Regions from separate parts of the Arabidopsis thaliana genome. Here region 1 is linked to region 2. A link is a contact called in public ChIA-PET data. All regions are on one chromosome and are shown on one strand. The core of a region is the stretch at or near the end of the contact, and the rest is flanking DNA. Distances in the headings are between cores, read along the strand shown. Region 1 holds the start of CCB3 (cofactor assembly, complex C (B6F)). Region 2 holds the start of AT5G36002 (a long non-coding RNA gene).

Region 1 (6,301 bases), core at 1,791-4,290, 56 kb before region 2:
TTGTTGGTAACTGAAATAGGACAAGTTTGGGATAAAAAGGTGATTAGAGGGATCAAGATTGAAGTAAGAGGCAGTACATCAGGGAGTGCAGGTCAAGGACATTAGGAAATTTCGCCACGATCGAATTTTTAACTGCGTGAGGTAAACTGTAAAGCACAGCAAAAATTTACGATTCTGGTGAAATAGAAGTTTATGTAGACTTTTACACGCTAAGTAATTTGTTTTGGTTTGTTTTTTTTGTTTTTTTTGGACAAAAGAAATAAGTACAATAAGAGAGAGATTCAGAAATCCCAGAGTTTAAAACATAACAAAACAGGGCATTCCCCAATACCACAAAAAGATAGATAAGGTAAATCAACAATGGTTCCATGAGAGCTTTGAAGCAAATGCTTGGTTGTAATTTGACACAAGTGAGATCACAGATTGTTGACAATTCTTCCAGTAATTTGTTTTGGTTATGAGCAGTGTTTTAACATAAGAATGTATATGTTAATTCACGGATGTATATGTGAATGAATTTTGTAAAATTTGATATGAATATAGACGTTTATTAATATACTTTTTCTGCTTCAACATATTTGATGTTTTAGAATTTTTTTTTTGTTTCATAGTAAGTGATGTTCTCACGTTTTAATACAAAATTTCTTAATTGTTTTATATTTTTGAATATTTTTATTTAACAGTTTGTCTTAATATTGGTTAAATTGTGTTAAGTTTTATATACTATAAATTTGGGGGTCGGGGGATAAAAGACAATCAATCTAGTTCAACCCATATGAGTACTACGCCTCGGGAATACTATTATTATCCTCAAACAGTTGTTTCAACCAACAAAAGAAATCCGGTTGCTAATATAATTGGCGGTGATCCTCCTTTGTTACACTCCTAGCGATGAGATGAGCTCTCTTCAAAGCCAAAGAGATGTGTTTTGTGTAAGACAACGACACACAATAACAAGTAATCAGAGAGATAAACTATGTTTTATCCAATTTTCAAGTCCACCAAACGATTCACACTCTCCTCCGAAACTCCTTGACCACTCTGCTACCACTGATAAGTCCCTTTTTCTTCTTTTTTTTAATAATAAATCCCTCTTCAAAACCAAAGAGATGTGTTTTGTGTAACACAAGAACAAAATAACCAAAGAAATAAACTATATTTTGTCCAATTTTCAAGTCTGATTCATGATAATGAATTCATGTCTTTATACACAAATGAAGCAAAGTGGATCGATCACCAATCCTAGAAACAAGGAACATAATCCACAAATTGGGAAAATGTAAACGTGGAGATTGATCTCCTTAAAACTGAGGGATACACTAAAGGTTTGTTTCTTCTTTTCTCCTTGACCAAGTCTTTCCTGGTTTATCATGGTTACGATCTTATCACTCTTAGGATTTTAACTATTTTCCTAGGCATGACTACAATTACGATTAAAATAAGCTTATGACTTATTTGATGATTACAATGCATTTAATACTGTTGGCAAAATCTTACGTATCATCCGACTTTTTTTGTTGTTTTTAATAAGATGAAAAGTATATAGTAGAATTTTTTATATGCGATATTATTTACTTTTTAAAAAATCTGTATCCGAATATTCAATATTTATCTTTGCATTACAAAAAGGGGAAAAATGTTGTTTTATACGCGAGCTTTCAAAAAGTGGCCATTTAATACGTGAACTTTGTGTAAAGTCAAATAAAACATGATAAAAACGTTGACTGGCCATTTCACACAAATGTTATCGTTGACCAGGCCAAAATCCCCACAACGTTATCTTGCATTGACGGACCCGATAATTTCGTTAGCACACGTTAACTAGATCCGTTAATATCCAAAACGACGTCGTGTCATTGAAATCGAAATATCAAAAATCCCAAATCAATTTAGAAATCCCCAAAATTCAAAAACTAAATCCATAATGTCATGACCCGACTCGTCAATTGATTCTTTTTTCTTGGTGTTACAGTGTTGGCTAATCCGAAATCAGCTAATTTTAAAACTCCTTTGTTATTCACCTGAACGTTTGCGTCTTTAATGTCTCTGTGCATAATCCCGGGTATGACAATGTTCTACTCCCCATAACAGTTGCTTCATAACATTTGATTTGAAAACAAAATTAAGGTTTGTCAGAATAAAGAAATGTAGTCACTTGCAGGAGAGGTTATGGTTTTGTGTGTGTGTGTATCTCTCTTGCATGTGCCTCCGTGAATGTGATGTCGGGAGATAAACATAAGCCTTCGAGATCGTGCTCCATGTAATCAAACACAAAGTACATGTTGTTTGAATTTCTGATGCGATAATCCCTTCAGTTTTAGAATGTTGGGATGATCTAATCTTCTTAAAATCATGATTTCTCTGGCTATGAATCTTATATTTTCTGCTTCAAAATTTTGGACCTGTAGTTTGGCCAAATAGGAATTAGGGATTTGGCTTTTGATTTGGGATTTTTGATATTTCGATTGCAATGAAACGACGTCGTTTTGGATATTAACGGATCTAGTTAACGTGTGCTAACGGAATTATCGGGTCCGTTAATGCAAGATAACGTCGTGGAGATTTTGGCCTGGTCAACGATAACATTTGTGTGAAATGGCCAGTCAACGTTTTTATCATGTTTTATTTGGCCTTACAAAAAATTCACGTATTAAATGGCCATTTTTAAAAGTTCGCGTATAAAACGACATTTTTCCCTTACAAAAACTAATAGTCAAAATTGTATCTTTTTAAGGTTTTAACCATACAGTTAATCGTGCAGTTAACGTACGGTTAACTACTGTTTTGGTACATTTACAGTTAATTAATGGTTACGAGGAAAATATTTTTTAAACCGTAACTATTTTATTTTACGGTTAACAATTACGATTTTTAACAATTTTATACGGTTATAGTTAAGTTTTGGTCATGTCTATATTTTTCTCACCACTAACAAAGTTAATAATACATTTTTGTCCAAAAATAAATAAATAATAAATTATGTTTTTATCGAAAAAATAAAAATTAAATAATTTCTTAATTTATTCGCAAAAACATATGCACATATATCACATTAAGTAGTGAAAAAAAATATCCCAGTTTGTGTGGGGTTGTAGTTGTAACCATAAAATTCAAATTAACCCAAGTATTTCGGGTTGTACCCATTTTCGTATTCCACGTCAGCACATCCGCATTATCTCCAGAACCAAAGATTCTCAACCTTACACTGGAATCGATCACAGAGTTCACGATATTTTGGTTCACAAAAAACAGAGCAGAGAGATTGTGATGACGACAGTGACCACCAGCTTCGTCTCTTTCTCGCCGGCATTGATGATTTTTCAGAAGAAATCACGACGATCCTCTCCAAATTTCCGCAATCGATCCACGTCTCTTCCCATAGTTTCAGCAACATTAAGCCACATAGAAGAAGCAGCCACAACAACAAATCTCATTCGACAGACGAATTCCATTTCGGAATCGTTGCGTAACATTTCTCTAGCAGATTTAGATCCAGGAACAGCGAAGCTCGCTATTGGTATCTTAGGTCCAGCTTTATCAGCTTTTGGATTTCTATTCATTTTGAGAATCGTTATGTCTTGGTACCCGAAACTTCCCGTTGACAAGTTTCCGTACGTTTTAGCTTACGCTCCGACAGAACCAATCCTTGTTCAGACAAGGAAAGTGATTCCACCACTTGCAGGTGTTGATGTTACTCCTGTGGTTTGGTTTGGGCTTGTGAGTTTCCTTAGTGAGATTTTGGTTGGTCCTCAAGGACTTCTTGTTCTTGTTTCTCAACAACAAGTTAATTAGCTAAGAATTGAATCATTTTGTTCTCATTATAGAGAAGTCTCCTTGTAGCATACAATGTTCCTACATTACTCGCAAATATGATTGTTTGGCTCTAACATTCTTCTTGCGTCATACCGATCACTATTCATGTCTAGGCTGTTCGTTTCGTCGCCGCAGGTAGTTGCGGCTGCGGCAGACGCATATGAAATTGTTCGTTTTGTTGCCGCCAGTACTTGCGGTAAGACGCGGCGGCAAACACAGCATTTTGCGGTGAATAATTTTAATCGCCGATTAAATCCAGCATCCGCTTATCCAAAACCTGTGATTAATAATAAAATTAAAATGACATAAATACCCTTAACACATTTAGGAAATCACAAGAGAACCTAATACACATCACCATCTAAAACCTTACTCTTCTCTCTTTAACGCGATTTCGATCTGAAGAAGAGATGGGATAACAAAGTAAGCTTGGTGATTTTGAAGTAATGGGTTTAGTTTTTGAAGTTCTCTTCTTGACCCTTAAGAGCTTTTGAAGTTCTCTGTTTGAATCGTCTTCTTCGATTTCACTTGCGGCAGCGGCGACGAAACGAACATATGCACCTGCGGCAATGGCAGCGGTAGAGTTTGCTACCGCCGCTGCCGCCTGCGGTGATGAAACGAACAGACTAATTATAATCGAGTCGAGATTCTTCAAAGCTATATATTGATGACAAAGTTATTTGTAAGAAAATAGAAGAACCCCAGTTGCGACTTTGAAGAGCTATTCATCTAGCGAACGGACACCGTATGAAGAAAATTGCATCGAAAACTAAAAGATAACACTAATGTGTACAATTGTCCCACAAAATATACAACCCAATATGTAAACTTATTTATCCCTCCAAGACCTTGTAGTCTTGGTGTTATCAAGACAAGCTATGTTATATCGATAAGAAGAGATTCTAGTTTGCGAAGAAAGTGAGCGGATTTTTTATTATTATTATCCATGAATCAACAAATACAATGAAGACTTGAGACCAATACACTAGGATATTGGACTAACGTAGCACCAACTAGTGATCCATATCAAGTTTCAAACTAGACTCAAGATTGAGGAAAAATTCTTATAGGGAGACCTTTGTCTGGTATTGGTAAGGGATCAACAACTATTTTATTTTCATTTGGAAACACTTTTTCCCACTTAAATCTATTAACAAGATTGTGCATGAATATAAGAATCTCTAGACGAGCATACTCTTTCCCTGGACACATTCTTGGTCCTCCTCCAAATGGAACATAGGTATAAGGCTTCGGACCACTTCCTTCGAAACGGTTTGGCTCAAATCTCTCTGGTTCTGGGAAGTAGTCTGGATTCATATGTGTCGCGGTGGCACTCCAATATAACTATGTTTATGATCAAAACATATATATGATTTTGTGCATGAGCTTGATATGTATGTCAAACTGTCTTAAGGATTTTGGAGTAGCCTTACCTTCCATCCTTTGGGAATGTAAAAACCCTTAAAAGAGAAGTGATCAATGGCCTCACGAAAAGTGCCAGAAAGAGGAGGAACAATTCTCATCACTTCACATGCAACATTCCATGAATATCTCATTTTCTCAATGTCCTCCCACCTTAATCCTTCCTTTTCTTTTTTCTCCTTTAGTATCTCCTTTTGCTCTGCAATTCCTTAGTGTGAGTAAATTTTTTCTGTAAACTTAAGACTATAAAATCTATTTTTTTAATGTCAATTAAGATATACAACCTAATTCTTTTTCTTTTGTCGACAACAAATTAATATTTATTGGTAAGGAAAATTTGGTCAAATTGACGGTACCAATAATACAAAATAGCAAAGCTATCTACTTTTTCTCACATATATGATACTGATAATATTTTTGATTCATTTCATAGTTTTTCTTTTAAATTTCTGAAACATGCATTATGTGTCATTGACGATCATGCATTATGTAGGCTTGAGTCCGGACAAACCAATATGTTACATGCATTGTCGGTTCATATTTAGTTATCATATGTAATGTTTCTTACATAGTATTTTTATTTATTTATTCATTATCCCAAAAAGAAGTCATAAGATATGATCCTAATTCCTAGCTAACAAACCAGTCATAAGCTATGTTTAGTTTTATTATTGAGGAAGCTGTCGTGTAGGAAAGTACAAGTTAATTGAAAAAGTGTTGTACCTAAACATATTAATGTATTCAAAGAATAACACTAGAGGTTGTAGAGAGAGGCGAGTACCTTGTAGCACACGTTGGTAGACATGAGGGAATTCAGCAAGATAATTGACAACGAAAGTGCATACGATACTAGCTGTGTCATGTCCTCCGATTAACAATCCAATAATTTTATCAGCCAAATCCTCGTCTTTGGTCTCTCCTATATTCATCAACATGTGAGATAATATGTCGTGCTCCTCTAATGCTTTCCCGGCTTTGAGCTCTTCTTTCCTCTGCCTTACGATAGCGGAAACCTCTTTTCTGAGTAACCTCGACGCCTTGATGGCTCGGTTAAACCGTGTTCCTG
Region 2 (7,183 bases), core at 499-2,998:
AAAAGGTTATCCCCTTTCATTTTGCGACTACTATCTGCTGTGTTTCTAAGAGCATCAAGCTCTTCTTGAGGTTGCAGTTGTGTCGGTCCCATTTCTTCTGAGTGAAGTGTTGGCTGGGTTTGAATGGGATTCTCTTCTCCTTTTTGCATAGATTCATCATTACCAGCAGTCAATAAATTAGTTGCTCTGGTGCGAATTGTAAGAGTCTCAGATGCTTCACCAGTTTCTCTGACAACTAAAGGAATAGGGCCAACAACATGTGTTGAGGAACTAGAACCTTCCTGCATAGGTTCGTCATCCCCTTGATTAATGCCTTGCATCGGTTCTATAGCTTGTCTAGTTGCTTCAACGTTCAACTGGAGCACAGTGCTTTGATGGTTACAAGCTAATTCATCATGCAGCAATGACCCACATCTAAAGCAGAATTTCTTCAGTTTAGCGAAAACAAACCTAACCATGAATGGGGCTGTGGCAGGTTCGAATTCAACAGATCGTACAAAGATTAAACGATCGGAGATGTTCATTGTAACATGAGCCTAGACTTCACCTTCAGCATCCGCAGTGGCTTCTATAATTTTGGTTTCATCAATATGCCCCAGAACCCCTGCTGTCTCTCTAATAACTGGGTCTATCCTAAAATCTTGAGGAATATGCAGAATTTTAACCCAAAAGGAGATTTGAGAGAGAAAATTTGACAAGGTACGATTGGTCCATCGATCAACAGCCACCATCCAAAAATTATGGTGCCAAGGGCCATTTTCTAGGACAGACATGAGATGGTGTTCAGCCTTAAAGAAGAATTGAACAGTACCGTCATCATTAATTCTACTTGTAACCCTTCCATCCAATCTCCAAGCTTTAGGCAAAGCACCTTTAAGTCCTGCTGGTTTCTGATGTTGAGGGTTTAGACCTTTGACAATTAGGCTGAGACGATTATCTATATCACGCGAGCGCCTCGCTTCAGCTGACATCTTCAGAGGAGCTCTCTCAGATCCTAGATCTAAATTTTGAAGCGCTTGCCATAATTCTTTATCCATGGATTCAGAGAAGACAACAACAGTCAAAGAGAACAACACGAACGGACCGGCAGAGACACCGGAGAGTAAGATCCGCACTAGGACGACAAAGAGATCACCAGAAAATTGAGGCGGTGGAAGTCGGTGGAGGATCGCTGTAGAATCGCCCAGAAGGAAGAGAGAGAAAAGGTTTTTTACACACAGTAGTTTCTTTTTTTTTTTAATAACAATTATAAACTTTAAAATATAAATATTTTTTAAAAATAAAATTTGCAAATTTTAATATATATTACTTTAAAAAAATAAATCGTCTCGCGGTATACCGCGGGTTAAAATCTAGTTTATATATTACAATATCTTTCACTCAAAATGTATTCCAATATATTTCCTAAAATAAGAAATCCCGCACGTATGTACGGGTCAGAATCTAGTTATTGGTACAGGGAAAAACAATATCTCATTAGTTATTTATGGTTCTAAAATACTCCGTCATTAAATTATTGGTGCAATTGAACCCGTAAGTTAGTAGTCGTTATAACAGAATCATTTTGATGATGTTAAATTCGACTCCCATATTTTATGTACGATTTTCTAACCAAAGTTTATGAAAATGTTGTCGTGGTCTAGCGAATTTTGTTAGAAGCCCAATAATGTTTGAAGTCCAATAACGTTTAAGACTAAAGCTATACAATGTACTACGCTCACTCGCTTAGAAACGCGTGCGTGTGTTTCACGAACTTCAAAGGTTGGACTGAGACGACTACTAGCTAATATCGGAGACAAATTCACATCTATCCATTTATTAGTAAAGCTTGGGAAATGTTCGTCTGAAATTGCGTAATGCGCAACATTGAAATTACGATAAACAATCAATAGTGGCTCGAATCAAATCTAGACAACGTTCGTCGTGGCAGCTTTATTTGGCAAAGATGAAGGCGAATTCCGACAAACCGGACAAGAGTTATGCAACTTGAGCCACGGGTCGATGCATTCGGTGTGGAAGCAATGTTCACATTCGGGTAAGCACTTAACGGTCTCTTCACTTGTGTATTCTGATAAACAAATGGGACAGAGAGTGTCATTTCGCCAAGGGACACTCTTGGCTTGTTGTTGGATTGGGATAAAAATGATACAGACGGCAGGAGTTATCACTATGAAGAATGGTACGGATAGGCATAAGCATAATATCTTTAACGTTATTAACCAAGGGTTTCCTGAAAGATAGAAAAAAGTCTAACATTTTTAAGAAAAATTGTTCTTTGATATGTTCTTGATGAAGCCAAGATTTTGATTTCAAGTTGGGGTGTATATGTGAGAACTTATAGGACGAGAGGGTTACCAGAATCAACGTATGTGAAGCATTTGACTTTGAGGATGGTATTGTTTATGAAGCTACATAACGGACTAAAATCAACACAACCTGTGCAATCCGGTGAGTCCCATTTCAGCCAGAGGTCTTGTTTGTTGAGATCACCTGCGAGTGGTGAAGAGACCGGAAGAAGTAGTGTCTTCAAGGTTTGACAAGAGGACGGCATTGAACCGGTGAGATCTGAAGGTGTGGAATTAGTAAGGCAATGGATGGGTTCCAAAGAAGAGGATTTGACGTTTTCGTTATGACAGCTCAAGAAAGTGTAGTTGACAAGGTGAAGAGGAGAAAAAGGAGACATTGAAGCGTCGAAGCTGAGAAGCCGTCTGGCTAAGCAGTTATCGGGGTCTCTAAGGTGAATACGCTGCGACTTTATGTCTTGGACGAGAAATCGTCTGGAATTTGGAAGCTTTAAGGCTGTCTCACAATGGAGGTTGAATCCTGGGTAGTCACATGACGAAGATTGCTCAGGAGATAGCCAGAAAGGGAAGCTAACGTCAAGGTTGTTTCCTCCACATGAAGAACTGTAGCAACGTTTTGGTTTTGAGGCATTTAGGAGAGGAAAGTAGAAGAAGAAGAAGAAATAGAGAAGAAGAGGGAATTGTTTTGAGAAAGTCATATTGTGGTAAGGCACTAAGGGAATTGGAATTTACATACTTATAGACAATGGAAAAAGTCATAGAACAGTAAAGCTTATGTTTATCTTTATTTTACTGAAGAGGAGAAGGATTTGTATACCAGAAATACTGACTATGAGACAATGCACTGTGAAAGAATCAGAGAAGCTGCTGGGAGATTCTGATGGAAACAATGTCACCGTCTGTTCCTGCTTTCATTGTGTGGTACTTCACAAGGATTCCTGCAATTCAAATATGTAAGAACAAAAAAAAAGTGTTTTCTCTTCCTTTTTTCTAGATAAAGATATGGTTGATGATGTAAAGTTATATACCTTCGTTTTGTTGCAATCTTGTGTGAACAGCAACTGCATGGGGTGCAATAACTGCTTTAGGTTGGGAATCATCTGCCTCTCCGGTCCAAGACTTGAGGTTGAGAATACCTAGACAGATTTCATGTGGAAATGTATGAGAGACAAAGGAGTATGATTCAAAGAGGAGTAAAGGAACATAAAAGTAAGTAATGAAGTTACCTGAGGATGAAGATTTTTTAAGGTGTTTGAGGTCAAATATGGCTCCACAGGCTGCACTTGCGTCTTTCTCCAACTTATGAGATCCAATCAGATTATAATCCCAGCTTCCATCTTTGTAGCCTTCACTAAGGAAGAGTTCAATGTGCCTAACATCAAGAGTTTGCATTGTTCCTACATTAGTAAAACAGAAACACTCTTAGTTGCAATTTAGTTATTGCAGAGACTAATAGACTAGCATGAATCCTAAAGTCTCAGCAACAGATAGTGTCTTTTACCATCACAGGTACTGAGGTCACAAAGAGGGCAACGCAAAAGCTGTAAATCTGAAAAATGAGATAAGCCACGTTACAGTTTCTTCCTGCAGCTGACAAAGTTTCTGAAGATGATGATGTATAAGAAAATTTTCGTACCTGCAATCCAAATACCGCTTTTGATGTCGTTGATAAGACATGAACCACTGGATTGTAACATTTGTTCTATAGTTCCTTCTGTTGGGACTTTCAGACGACCACTCAAACTCTCAGTCAGGAATGAAGTTCGAGAGTCAAGAACAAAGGCACCAAGACGCATCCAATCTATAATCACAGTGTCAAAACCATATAAAGATCTGTACAACATCTATATTTAACATGAGACTAAGAGAGTATGATGAATCCAATTCATGGACTAACCAATATGCTTCTCCTTCTGGTGGAACAAGTAAGAGTGACTCCCATCTGCATTTTTCCATATCGTGTTTTGAGTTTACCATTGTTTCAGAATGTATCATAAGTCATGTGAAACTTACCAAAAGCTGAAGCATAAATCTTAATCCAGGTGGAAGAAACTGGAAACGTCTCAGGGACCTGAAGATCACGCAAGCATGCAAACCTCCAAACAGTATCCTCCATTGCAATCTTATAGAACCATTTGTTCGTTGCTCCCAGCTTCACCAATGATTTACCATCCAAAAACCTTGTTATGTATGTCCATATATCTTGCTCATACCTGATTTGTCAGAGAAAATTAGATCTAAGAAATCTGATTCGAAATTGAATTTTCAAAACTCAAATCCCAGGTTTCAGCAACCACACAGGTCACGAACAGGGATCGATATAAGCATCTAATTCTCATACAAATCAAATTGATTCCAGAAGGTATCAAAGATGATTGATCGAACTCTATTTCCTAGATCCATCCAATACATGCCGTACAAATCAAATTCGAGCTCAGCCCAAACTCGCACACCAAAAATATCTGAGAACAGATCTATGTAGTTCATAGAGGAGAAGAAAATACCAGGAGAAGCGAGACTGGTAAGTCGGAGCAGAGCACCGAGGAGATACACAGCCATGGATTCCTCTCAGGATCTTCCCGTTCTTCTGGTCGCTGCTCTGAATGATTCTTCTCTTTGCTCCACCATCTTCGTCTCTCTGAATATCGTTGCTCTGTACCAATTTTCTCTTCTGTCCACCATTTCCGTCTCTCACCGGAGCTATCATCTTCCCTCTAATATCTCCTTCGGCATCACCAGATCTCGTATTCATTCTCTCTCTCTCTCTATCTCTTCTCACTCAGTATCTCACTAGTTGCTAATTTGTTAAGTGAAAAATTGTTTGAGAATTTGGTTTTTGCTCTCAATCGTGTAGCTGTGATATATACCTGCGAGGGAGACACAGCGAATTTGAAAATTTCAAATGTTGAAAATGACGTATATACCCCTGTAACAAACTTTCTGACTGTATATTTTAAATTTTGAACCCGGTTTAGCCGAGAGGGTCCCAAGTAATATATACCCAGTGAGTCTGGTTTACCTTGTTAATGAAAAATCAAGATTGGTGAAAATATGATGGTGAAAATATGCGATATAAGTAAAAAAAAATATTAAAGGAAGAGTTGTAATGAGTAGACGCAATTTTTAATTTCTTAACAGTTATAAATAGAATTACGTAGATATATTAAACAAAACATTATGATAAACAAATGTAACATTTTTAATTGTTTTAATGGGAATGTATATTTAAATAGAGATTATCTTATTCTCTAAACGAATTTTGTCAATTTTTTATATTTGTCCAATTTGGGACATGTAAATTTTATTATTTAATAATATTTATTAATTTATAGAGGTTTTATTATATTTTGTTAAGTATTTAGTAGGGGTAAACAAACAAACCGGAATAGAGAACCAAATAGAAGAAAAAAACTGAATTGAATCCAAAATTAATTAAATATTTGAATGGATCCTAAATATCCAAAGAACCAAATAAATATTTAAAATATAATTATATACCCAAATTATTAATTACATTTAGATCTTAAATAACCTAATTACCCAAAATTTTGAATAATCTAAAAATATCAATTATTTATATCAAAATAAGAAATACTCAAAATATTTAAAATATTCCTAAGTTTTTAGTTATTTTAGTCAAAATTTAACCAAATTTATTAAAAATAACTAAAACCAAACCAAGTCTGAATTAAACTGTAAAATAACCGAATTAATCCTAAATGTTTCTATCCAAAATATTCGGAGTCGAACCAACACCGAATCAAATACGGAATACCCCAAGTCCCCAAAGTCTAGATCTCGGATCTGATTGGTTCGGACTTTGGCTTTAGATTTTAGACCGTAAATGTTTTAGCTGTGATTGTAGTTGTAGAATTTAAAATTTTGGAAAGCTTTAAATAATTAAATTGTGTGTTTTAGACAGAAAAAACTGCTTTTTACAGCCAAAATAATAATAATTAAGAAAGTATGTTGGTTGTGGCCTTGTGGGTAACAAATTGATTGATTGGATATATTTCAAAGCTTTAGATTTTTTTTTGCTTTGTAAAGACTCTTGTCAATCAGGCCCTAGTATTTTTTTCTCTTTTTTTTTAATAACTAAGGAAAGGATTAAGCATTGGTAAACCCAAACGTTTGTCTTTGTAAAGAAAAAAAAAAAAAAGGAGCATCTCTTTCTCTTCTTCTTGTTCGTGGTGAAGTGGTGATGCTTGGAACTTCCTGTTAGACGACGAATCCTGCTTTCACATCCATCGTCTGCTTTCATTTTCAAAGGTTTTTTCGTTCTTGACTCACAGAATCAATGTAGAGTTATCAATTGAACCTAATTGCCCCCTTTCCGTTTTAGCTATAGATTCATTAAGCACATCTGCTCATAGATTTTTCTACATGGGTAATCAAATTTAGGCTATTTAGAATCAACTGTATCGGAAAAATTACATTTTTGTTCATTTCTTTTCATATATAGTGTGTGCTTAAGAAAGTTCATAACGTTGTTTGATTTGCAGGCGAATAAAGTCTTTATGGGCTCTAGAGATTTCATCAGCAGTTTGCCTGATGAGGTTCTTGGCAAAAAAATCTTATCTTTACTTCCGACAAAACTCGTTGTATCCACATCTGTTCTGTCCAAGAGGTGGAGGAATCTGTTCCATTTTGTAGACAGCTTTGATTTGGAAGACTCAACACCTATCAGAAATGCTGATAGCTTCTCTGATTTCATGAAAGATACAGTGGCTCTGTTAAGCAATTGTCCCATCAAGAGACTCACTCTCAATTCCCACTATGAAAAATCTAGTGTTAACCGTTGGATTCGCAGTGCCCTCAAACGCGGCTGCTTGGAACTTAACTTGCAGTCCCAATATGATCATTATCTGGATATAGGGATT

The links. ChIA-PET counts read pairs in DNA pulled down with a chosen protein or histone mark.
Region 1: a contact with region 2 is called in an H3K4me3 ChIA-PET map of shoot, with 13 read pairs. The contact joins the promoter of CCB3 here to the promoter of AT5G36002 in region 2. A contact is called at or near these places in 3 of 26 Hi-C or Micro-C datasets (leaf and seedling), 1 of 2 datasets of contacts at active chromatin or transcription factors (shoot) and 1 of 3 other capture datasets (root).

What each region holds. Positions count from the first base shown.
Region 1 is chr5:14,196,170-14,202,470 of TAIR10.1, reverse strand. CCB3 (cofactor assembly, complex C (B6F)) reads left to right here and starts at 3,040. Exons shown (of 1, transcript NM_123003.4): 1 at 3,040-3,885. The coding sequence starts at 3,268. The coding sequence ends at 3,792. It overlaps CYP716A1 (cytochrome P450, family 716, subfamily A, polypeptide 1), which reads right to left. Exons shown (of 4, transcript NM_123002.2): 2 at 6,017-6,301; 3 at 5,247-5,434; 4 at 4,710-5,157. The coding sequence ends at 4,858.
Region 2 is chr5:14,137,868-14,145,050 of TAIR10.1, reverse strand. AT5G36002 (a long non-coding RNA gene) reads left to right here and starts at 1,748. Exons shown (of 2, transcript NR_143306.1): 1 at 1,748-3,256; 2 at 3,362-3,558. It overlaps AT5G36001 (RING/U-box superfamily protein), which reads right to left and starts at 3,410. Exons shown (of 3, transcript NM_001036895.2): 1 at 3,332-3,410; 2 at 2,356-3,241; 3 at 1,615-2,230. The coding sequence starts at 3,001. The coding sequence ends at 1,908. It overlaps AT5G35995 (F-box/RNI-like superfamily protein), which reads left to right and starts at 6,404. Exons shown (of 4, transcript NM_148048.3): 1 at 6,404-6,572; 2 at 6,806-7,183. The coding sequence starts at 6,821. It overlaps AT5G36000 (F-box protein RMF), which reads right to left and starts at 5,111. Exons shown (of 8, transcript NM_122991.2): 1 at 4,808-5,111; 2 at 4,317-4,516; 3 at 4,201-4,245; 4 at 3,940-4,104; 5 at 3,805-3,852; 6 at 3,530-3,700; 7 at 3,332-3,439; 8 at 3,159-3,241. The coding sequence starts at 5,055. The coding sequence ends at 3,159. It also overlaps the pseudogene AT5G36005.